Linked DNA regions of Oryctolagus cuniculus: region 2 is linked to region 1. Evidence: chromatin contacts called from public Hi-C data. All regions are on one chromosome and are shown on one strand. The core of a region is the stretch at or near the end of the contact, and the rest is flanking DNA. Distances in the headings are between cores, read along the strand shown.

Region 1 (4,464 bases), core at 670-3,169:
TCAATAAATCTCTTACTAAAAAATGGAACTCGGGGCAGATGTCTGGCACAGTGGGTAAGGCACAGGTTGGGACACTGACATTCCATATCGGAGTCCCTGGGTTCACGTCCCAGCTCCTCTTTGCATCCCAGCTTCTCGCAAATCCGCATCCTGGGGAGAAGCAGGAAACGAAGGCTCAAGCACTTGAGTCCCTGACTCCTAAGTGGGAGACCTGGGTTGAGTTCCAGGCTCCTGTCTTCAGCCTGACCCAACCCTAGCTGTTGCTGGCATGTGAGGAGTGAGCCCGTGGATGGAAGCTATCGCTCACTAGCTCTTTGCTTTTCACATAAAGGGGGGAAAGGAGCTCCGTATTTCCCCCTTTAAACCAAGCTTCTTGGCCCCCTTCCCGGCTGCCTCACCTAGTCAAGGAAGTGGTTTCCTTGCCAGATTAGGAGCACTGTGAGTATCTTTAATTCTGCTAAGCAGCCTTCTTCCTCCCCATACCCTATTAATCACACAGCTCTGTCAATTCTTCCTTAATAATGACTGGGAAACTTTCCATTCTTTTCTATCCCAGCAGAACAAACACAGAAAATGAAGATGTGGCTCTCCAGACTAGATGGGGAGTTGAGAAACACTCCACATACAAGTGAAAAAGAATTTTATAGACTTAATAATACCCCCCCCCCAAATGCAAAGTAGCCTAACTCATGTGCTGATCTGAAGGCAAGGGCTGGCACTGCGTTGGTCTGGCACAGATGTGGAGCAGCTGGGGGCCAGCTCCCCCACCAGGGGCAGTGGAGAGGCCACTGTGATGATCCTAAGCTCCAGCCCACCCCACTTGGACCAGGAATCCTTCACCTCCAGATCGGCTAATCGCCGCCCCAGGAACCCTGCGTGTATCTCCAATCTGAGCCAGTGCATAAACACGCCTTAGGGAGGGCTCTGTCATCACTTAAAGTTTGTACCCGCCTATGTGACCCCCACCAGGGCAGAAGCTGCCCCTCCCCCTCCCCAGCAACACCAGCACCGCAGGGTTCGGCCGCGTGGTCCACAAACACAAAGCCTCCGAACGCGGGGCTCTGAAGGAAGCCCGGGTCCCGCTCGGCCATCGATCCTTCCCCTCAGCAACCAACACACAGGCCGAGAGGGGCCCGACGACTTGCCGGTGATCGGGCAAGAGCCAGAGCCCAGGGTCCTCCTGCTGAAGTCTGTGCCCTAAATGGTCCCTGGGTAATGAGTGACAGAAAGCCCCCGCGTTACACAGGGCCTCCTGGGGGCGGCGTGACAGGGGCAATTTGCTTTACGGAAACATTTACAAAGATCTCCTTCACGCCACTTGCAAAGCCGCCCGCAGGACGAACTCCTCGGCCCGGCGGGGCAGAGTCACAAGTTACGTCCGGCACTTGTTTATGAGTCTGGAGGCTCTGACAGGGGCGCGCACCCGAGGGCCCCGCATGCAGGGGCTGCCCCCGGCCCCTCCCCGGCCGCCGGGCTGTCACAAGCCGCCGCGCAGCCCGCCCCCACGTGGACTCGACTGGCAGGATCAAAGTCTGTTTGCAGCCCGGCCCCGGCAGGTGTGCGGGGGGCTGCGAGGACCCCTCCACACCTAACGCGGCCTTGGCAACGCCCGAGAGGTTCCCGCCCGCCCCTCCCCCTCCCGCTGCACGCGGCCCGCGCCCCCTACCCTCCCCCACGACGCCCGCCGCTGCACCCGGCCGCGGCCCCCGGCCCACGCCCGGCTCCTGTAGGGAAAGGCCCCGCCTCCATCGGTTGGAGCCGCCACCCCGCCCTCTCCCGCCCCTCCGAGCTTCCATCCAATAGCCGGGGCGGATGGGCGGGGCGGGGCAGCTGTCGTGAGGGAGTCCTGGCCAATGGGAAAACGTTCCGGGCCCGGTGGGCGTGGCGTTGGGGCCTTGTCACGCTCGGGTCCGTGTGAAAACGGGGGTTCCGAGTGCAAAGCAAAGTTTTTTTGTAAACCGTCTGCAAAGGCGGGGGGGCGAAGAAGGCGCCCGAGACCGGGCCGAGTGCAGCTGCCGTGGCCGCCGCCTCTTCAGCTCCTCAGCGGTGGGCTCCTCAGTTCACTCTCAGCGGAGATCGGCGAGGAGAGCCCTCAGATGCTCGGAGCCCTCTCGGCGCGGAGCTCCGGGTCACCCTCGCCCGCCGCCCGCCTGCTCCTGCTCCTGCTCCGGCTGCTCGTCCCTCGGCTCCGGGAGTCCCGGCTCCCCGCCGCCACCGCCACCGCCACCGCCACCACAGCCGCCGCCGCCTCCGCCCCGCTGTGGGTGTGGGGGCTGCCAGGGTTGAGCAGGGCCTCGGCGCCGGCTCGGAGAACAGACGCCTGAGGAGCTGCGCGCCGCCGCCGCCGGCCGGCCGAGGACGCCCGCAGGCGCGGGGCTCAGCGGCTTGACCCCGGGCTCGCCCCCGTGCGGCCGCGGGAGCCCCGCAGCGGTTTCCCGAGCTGCCGGAGTCCGGCGGCAAGAGCCCCGCGCCGCCCTCCGACCCGCGTCGCCGGGTCGCCGCCGCCGCCGCCGCCGCCGCCTCCCGGGTCGCCGGGCCGCTCCGCCGCAGCCATGGGGTGCTGGGGTCGGAACCGGGGCCGGCTGCTGTGCATGCTGCTGCTGACCTTCATGTTCATGGTGCTGGAGGTGGTGGTGAGCCGGGTGACCTCGTCGCTGGCGATGCTCTCGGACTCCTTCCACATGCTGTCGGACGTGCTGGCGCTCGTGGTGGCGCTGGTGGCCGAGCGCTTCGCCCGGCGGACCCACGCCACCCAGAAGAACACGTTCGGCTGGATCCGGGCCGAGGTGATGGGGGCCCTGGTGAACGCCATCTTCCTGACCGGCCTTTGCTTCGCCATCCTGCTCGAAGCCATCGAGCGCTTCATCGAACCGCACGAGATGCAGCAGCCGCTCGTGGTCCTCGGCGTCGGCGTGGCCGGGCTGCTGGTTAACGTGCTGGGGCTCTGCCTCTTCCACCACCACAGCGGCTTCAGCCAGGACTCCGGCCACGGCCACTCGCACGGGGGCCACGGCCACGGCCTCCCCAAGGGGGTCCGCGTCAAGAGCAACCGCGCCGGGGGCAGCGACGGCAGCGCGGCCCCCGGCGAGCAGGGCCCGGAGCTGGAGGAGACCAACACCTTGGTGGCCAATAGCAGCAACTCCAACGGACTCAAGGTGGACCCGGCAGGTGAGCGCAGCAGTCGCGGCCGCAGGTGGTTGGGTCTGGGGAGTCCCGGCCACCCCGCCTGGCCCTGGGCGGGGTGGCCGGGACGCCCCCTGGCGCCCGCGCGAGCCCGGCCGCGCCGCCGGCTTCCCGCACGGCCCGCACAAGCCCCGCAGCTCGAGGAAGCCGGACCCACCCGGGCCGGGTGGGAGGAGCGGGGGGCGGTGGGTCTGCCGCGGCGGGAAGAGGCAGAGGGGGCCGCATCTCGGGGCAGTCGGCGGGACAGCTCCGAAAATGCTTCGGAATCCAGGCCCTCGGCGGCCCCCCTGGGGAACGGAGGGGACCCCCTGTCCGTCCTTACTTGGGGGCTGAGACCCTGCCCAGCCCAAGTAGTCCCGTGCCCACTGCACAAGTTTCGTAACGTTGCCTTCAGAGCGCATGAGCCCTGGGTAAAGGTTTCGTTTATGAGCCGCAATGTATTTTTCAGTTCATCGATCCCCAATCCTGAAAATCCTAGGGGTTTGTCCGGGGTTAACATGTACTTCCCTTAAGACCAAAAGGAAAGTGACGCTAATTTATTTATCGTGTATTTTTAATGAATGCTTTTCCTTTAACATAAGTGCTCTTGAAGAGAATTTGGAAAATAAATGTTGAAAGGAAGTGGGGAAAAATAAACCAGCAAACGAAGCAATGGCATGTTACCCAAGCTCAGCCATGTAAACAGTTTGTGTATTTCCTCCCATTTTTTCCATTGCTATTCATCCAGTTTATCATACGAGGTGCAGTTTTCCCCTTTTGGTGCAGTATCTCCTGTTGATGAGGTTCACATTGTGCACTGAAAGGGTCTAATGTATCTCCCCTCATCCACCAGGCAGGGTGATAGTCCAAAGAAATCAAGCTAAACTGGTGTGTAGTTCTTTTAAAAGATAACTCTCTCACCTTAAAAGCTAGTGGGGTAGGTAATAATCGCTTGGTTCCAATTTTTCTTTTTTCTTTATTTTTAAGGAGCAACCCTAATTAATTTGAAAGTCAGAGTTAACAGAGAGGAAAGGAGAGACAGAGATAGTCCATCCACTGGTTCACTCCCCAAATGGCTGCAAGGGCAGGGGCTGGACCAGGCCGAAGCTGGGAACCAGGAGCCTCCCCCTGATCTCCCATGTGGCAGGAGCCTGGGGACTTGGGCTATCCTCTGCTATCCAGCAGGGAGCTGGGGCTGCAGGCGGCTGTGTCACAGCACTGGCCTCATGGTTCCAGTTCCTGAAGTGTCAGTGATTGTTGATTTGTATTGTTGACTTGTCAGTTTTTAAGCCCCCTGTACCA
Region 2 (4,464 bases), core at 1,247-3,746, 47 kb before region 1:
GCCTTGGCTGTGGTGTCCGTGCCTGTGGGGCTGAGTGAGCCGCAGCGGGGATCCCCCCGTCCCCAACACAGGAGGGTCTGCTCCTCAGAACCCAGTCCCCAAGGGCTGCCCCCGCCCCCACTTGTTTGGTGCCAGGGCCCAGGACGCATGGAAGCCCTGGGTTGGGGTGGGATATTTGGGTTCAGGGGCCTCCCCTTGACCCTGAACTAGGCAGCAGGAGAGGACAATCTCAGGCCAGTGAGGCAGCCTGTGGCTTCTTGGAGAAAACCACAGAACACTCACAGCCTGGGGTGGCAACACCCACAATCTCCACCACACAGGGCTTGGCCCGGGGCTGCTGTGGCTGCCAGCGCCTTCGTTGGCACAAACCCCACTGGCGGCATCTTCCGCACGTGGCCATTCTCTCTTCTGTCCATCAGTAACCCAGGCACAGGGAGGCTCTATGGGGGCACCACAGCTGGAGGGAAATGCCGGCTCTGCCTTCAGTGGGCTCCCAGCCTCATCCTGGCAGAGACTGGGCCGTGACGCCAGCCTGCTGAGGTCACGGCCAGCCCCGTCCACCCCCTCCCTGGGCTTCCCACTGGCCACCTGCCCCACTGGCAGGGTCACAGCAAGGGAGGGGACAGGAGCGAGCGGGCACTTGCGGGCATCTGGCTCGCCCTTGTGAGGGGAAGTCCAGGGAGACAGAACAGGAAGGCGCTTCTGGGCAGCAGCCCGGTTGGGGTGGGGTGGCTGTGGCAGCTTTGGTCCTGGGCAGCCTGGAGCAGCGCCCCCAAGCGCCACTCACCAGCTCGCCCCAACTTGCAGTCTTCCCACAGCAGCCTGGGGGCGGCGGGGCGGCCTCCGTGCCTTCCAGACCCCAGAAGCCTATGGAGCTCAGATGCCCCGCTTGGCAGTGGCCCTCCTGAGCTGGCAAGGGGCACTGTGTGGGGCCTGGGAGAGGCCATGGTCCTGGAGCCGCTCCTCTGGGTACAACTGCTTCTGTTTAGCACGCCATCCGCTATACTTTCCCCGAAAGCCACAGATGCTCCCAGGGTCCCTTCCCCAGCTCTTAGGTCACTGGACGGTCTCTAGGGACTGGACCCAGCCAGTGCTGCTCTCCTTTCATACAACAAAGCTTTCAACTGTCACTCCTGCCATTCTGTTCACAGAGGACCCTGACGGCCCAGCAGGCCTGCCTCCTAAGGCCAAGGTCAAATTCACCCATCTCAGTGGGCTGGACTCTTACCTCCCCATCTCCCCAGAGGGTAGGAGTGACACCAGGAAAGGTGTCAGGAATCATCCTCTCCTTTCCAAGTGGGGACTCTGAGATGATGGCTCACCAAAGCCTTGCTCAGGTGGGCACCCTCTACCCTGGCACCTGTGACTTCTCACCACACCCCCAAGGCTCGTTGGCCATCAGGCTAGTTTTGCAGGTCAGGAAGCTACGGCTCAGAGGGGCAGACGTTCCCTGGGGTCACACAGGGTGGAAGGGGTGGTACAGATCCCACCTCTAGCCCACGGCATACCTCCTCCTCCCAGCCCCCTACCCCCCCCCCCCATCCCAGACCCTCATTCCAAGTGCTTGAGCTGGCCAGCAGGGTCACAGCAGAGGTGCTGGTCATTGTGAAAACTGGTGAGCTTACGGAAGGCCTGGAGCCTGGTGCAGGTGCAGGAGTCTCAGGGTGGGAGCTGTTATTGTCACGGTTGTCATCCCAAGACCCGAGGCTCCATGGTCCCTCTCTGTCATTCAACCCCTCTTCCCCCGCTGAGAACATTTCAGCTACAGGCAGCCTTGACCAAACACTCAGGGGTTGGCATTGACTTCCATTTTCCCAGTGTGTGTACCTCCTGTCTCACGGACAGCACAAGGGACAGGCTCCACTGCCCTTTCCAGGGCTCTGGGGCTAGGCTCAGCCATGACCTCCCAGCCCAGGGGTCAGGACGGTCACCAATGCATCAGGCCAGGATGCAATAGCAGGAGCTGGATCAGAAGCCGAACAGCCAGGAGTCTGGTACTCATACAGGATGCTGGCATCGCTGGGGTGCCTTAACCTGCTATGTCACAGCACCAGCCCCCACAAGCCATGCTTTTACTAAAAGTATGTTCATCATTTCTCTGAAATTTAAATTTAACTAGACATCCTGTATTTTGATTTGCTGAATCTGGCAATGCTGTGCTCAAAAAGGAGCAGGAGCAAAACGAGAGGTGATACCCCTGTTGGAAGCCGGAGCCATGAGGCTACTGAGCAGCCAGGGCCCCGTCCGCCGCAGCAGGGCTCGCTTTCCTGGGTAGGTCCTGGCTTGGCTCAGGGCTCCAGACCCCTGCCAGCAAATGCCAGCACTTAGGCTGCCACTCTTAGCCACCGCTCCAGCTCCCAAGACCAGCCTGCCAACAGCTGGAGAGATCCAGTTTCAAGTACTCACAATTTCTTTCCTTTCCAAAGCTTCTGCAGGCAGCCCCTGGCTTGGGGTCAGTACTCATTCAAACTACCCAGCTAATGTTTCAGCCACTGAGCTTGGCGTGGGGGATTTAGTGGTGTGTGGAACAGACATAGCCCTTGGCCACATGGAGTTTATGACGTGTGCCTTCTAAAACCTCTTTTGGGGCCAGCATTGTGACCCAGTTGGTTTGAGTCTTGGCTGTTCTGCTTCCCACTCAACTCCCTGCTAATGCACCTGGGAAGGCATCGCAAGATAGTCCAAATGCTTGGGCCTCTGCCACCCACATGGAAGACCCAGATGGAGTTCCAGGCTGCTGGCTTCAGCCTGACCCGATACTGATTGCTGTGGCCATTTGGTGAGTGAGCCAGTGGATAAAAGATCTCTCTCTCCCTGCCTTTTTTCTTTTTTTTTTTTTTAAATAAAAACAGCTGTTTCAAAGAAAGGCAATTTCTGAGCCAGGACCTCCTCTGGAATTCTCAGCTCCTTCTTTTCCAGCACGGGGCTGCAACAACTGAGTTCTCCAAGTTCCCTGTCACTCTATCTTGTGCACTGGAATGCTGCTGGGAGATAACGGAGGAAGGCGGCTGCCCAGCCCCCACACGCTAGTCTGAGGCCGAGCACAGAGTACACACTAAGAACCTCCCCCTCCCACTACTCCAAAGCCACATCTACCACAAACATTTAGTTAGAAATAGAAATCAGGAACCTAGGACGGAGCGGGTTAGGCTGCTGTGACAGCAGCATCCCATATCAAAGTGCCCGTTCCAGTCTCGGCTCTGCTCTCAGTACGACTTCCTGCTAACGTGCTTGGGCGGCAGTGACGATGGCCCAAGTACTCGGGTTCCTGCCACGCATGTGAGAGAACCAGATGGCGCTCCTGGCCCCTGGCTTCTGCTTGACCCAGCCCTGACCGTTACAGCCATTTGGGGAGTGAACCAGCCAATGGAAGAGCTCTCGTTCTGTCTCTCCTTCTCGCTGTGTGGCGCTCGGTCTTATAAATAAATAAATAATTTTTTTTAGCGCCATACCACTATTTCTGACAAGGCTAGGAGTGGCCCCCAGGAGTAGGGCATGTACTGTACACTGGGCGCATTTAGCAGTGCCCAGAACAATCCGGTGAGGTCGATACTATTATTAGCCCTCCCTGACAGTTGAAGAACTGACAGCTCAGGGATCGCGGGTAGTCTGCCGCAGCTGGCTAGCAGCAGCGCCAGGACTGAGGCTGGGCCCAAGACTGCAGATCTCACACACTTGATCACGATGTTGAAGGCTCAGACGCGCAGAGACTGTCCAAGGAAATGCAACGTGTGCGCATGCGCACCAGTGTGTTTGCGCTCCAGACCCACGAACTCGCTTCTGGCAACCCTTTTGCTGGCTAGGGACGTGGTAATCCGGTAACGGAGCGCAGGAGGTTTTAACTAGCTCAAGGGAGCAAACATAACCTCTCTTCATTGTTCTTTCCCGCCCTGGAGAATCACATCCGGTTTGGAATCTCCAGAGCAGTAATTCTCAAAGCCAGACCCCAGCAGGCAGCAGAAGGGTTAAGAGTGACCACGGAGATAACTGCCTATCTCTTAGAGCTGATAACCGGGCTCTCCTAATAGAAAACCCCAGTGTGGCACATTCACCGAGCCTCCCCGTGCGAACACTTCCACCCTGAGCCCTGGGCAGGCTGCTCCACTTCCTGAAGACAAAACTTACTTAGTTGCCTTTTATTTGAAAGGCAGAGAGATTTTTCCATCTGCTGGTTCCCTCCCCAAATGCCCACAACAGCCAGAGCTGGGCCAGGCTGAAACTAGGAACCTGCAACCTAACCTGGGTCTCCCACACGGGTGGCAGGGATGACCCAGTGCGTGGTCATCAACTGCTTTCTCCCAGAGGACACTCTGGCAGGACACTGGAACGGAAGTGGAGGCGTCAGGTCTTGAACCCCACACTCTGATCACGGGATGCAGGTGACCCAAGCGACAACTTCACCACTGCACTACGCGCCCACTCCTAGAAGACTATTTAATTTGAAAGTACCCAAGTAATTTAAAT

What was found. A called contact is a pair of places that touch in the nucleus more often than the background predicts.
Region 2: a Hi-C map of psoas muscle shows a contact between it and region 1, with 2.9 times the contacts expected there. The contact joins the enhancer-like site here to the promoter of SLC30A1 in region 1. A contact is called at or near these places in 3 of 6 Hi-C or Micro-C datasets (psoas muscle, skin fibroblasts and an unstated tissue).

What each region holds. Positions count from the first base shown.
Region 1 is chr13:26,161,554-26,166,017 of mOryCun1.1, reverse strand. It overlaps SLC30A1 (solute carrier family 30 member 1), which reads left to right and starts at 1,919. Exons shown (of 2, transcript XM_051820544.2): 1 at 1,919-3,168. The coding sequence starts at 2,553.
Region 2 is chr13:26,209,588-26,214,051 of mOryCun1.1, reverse strand. No RefSeq gene overlaps it. Among named protein-coding and RNA genes, the nearest start is that of NEK2, 43 kb to the left of the region's middle. Within about 2 kb of position 2,496, at least 1 of the 8 cell types and tissues checked has an H3K27ac peak or open chromatin away from gene starts, as enhancers often do.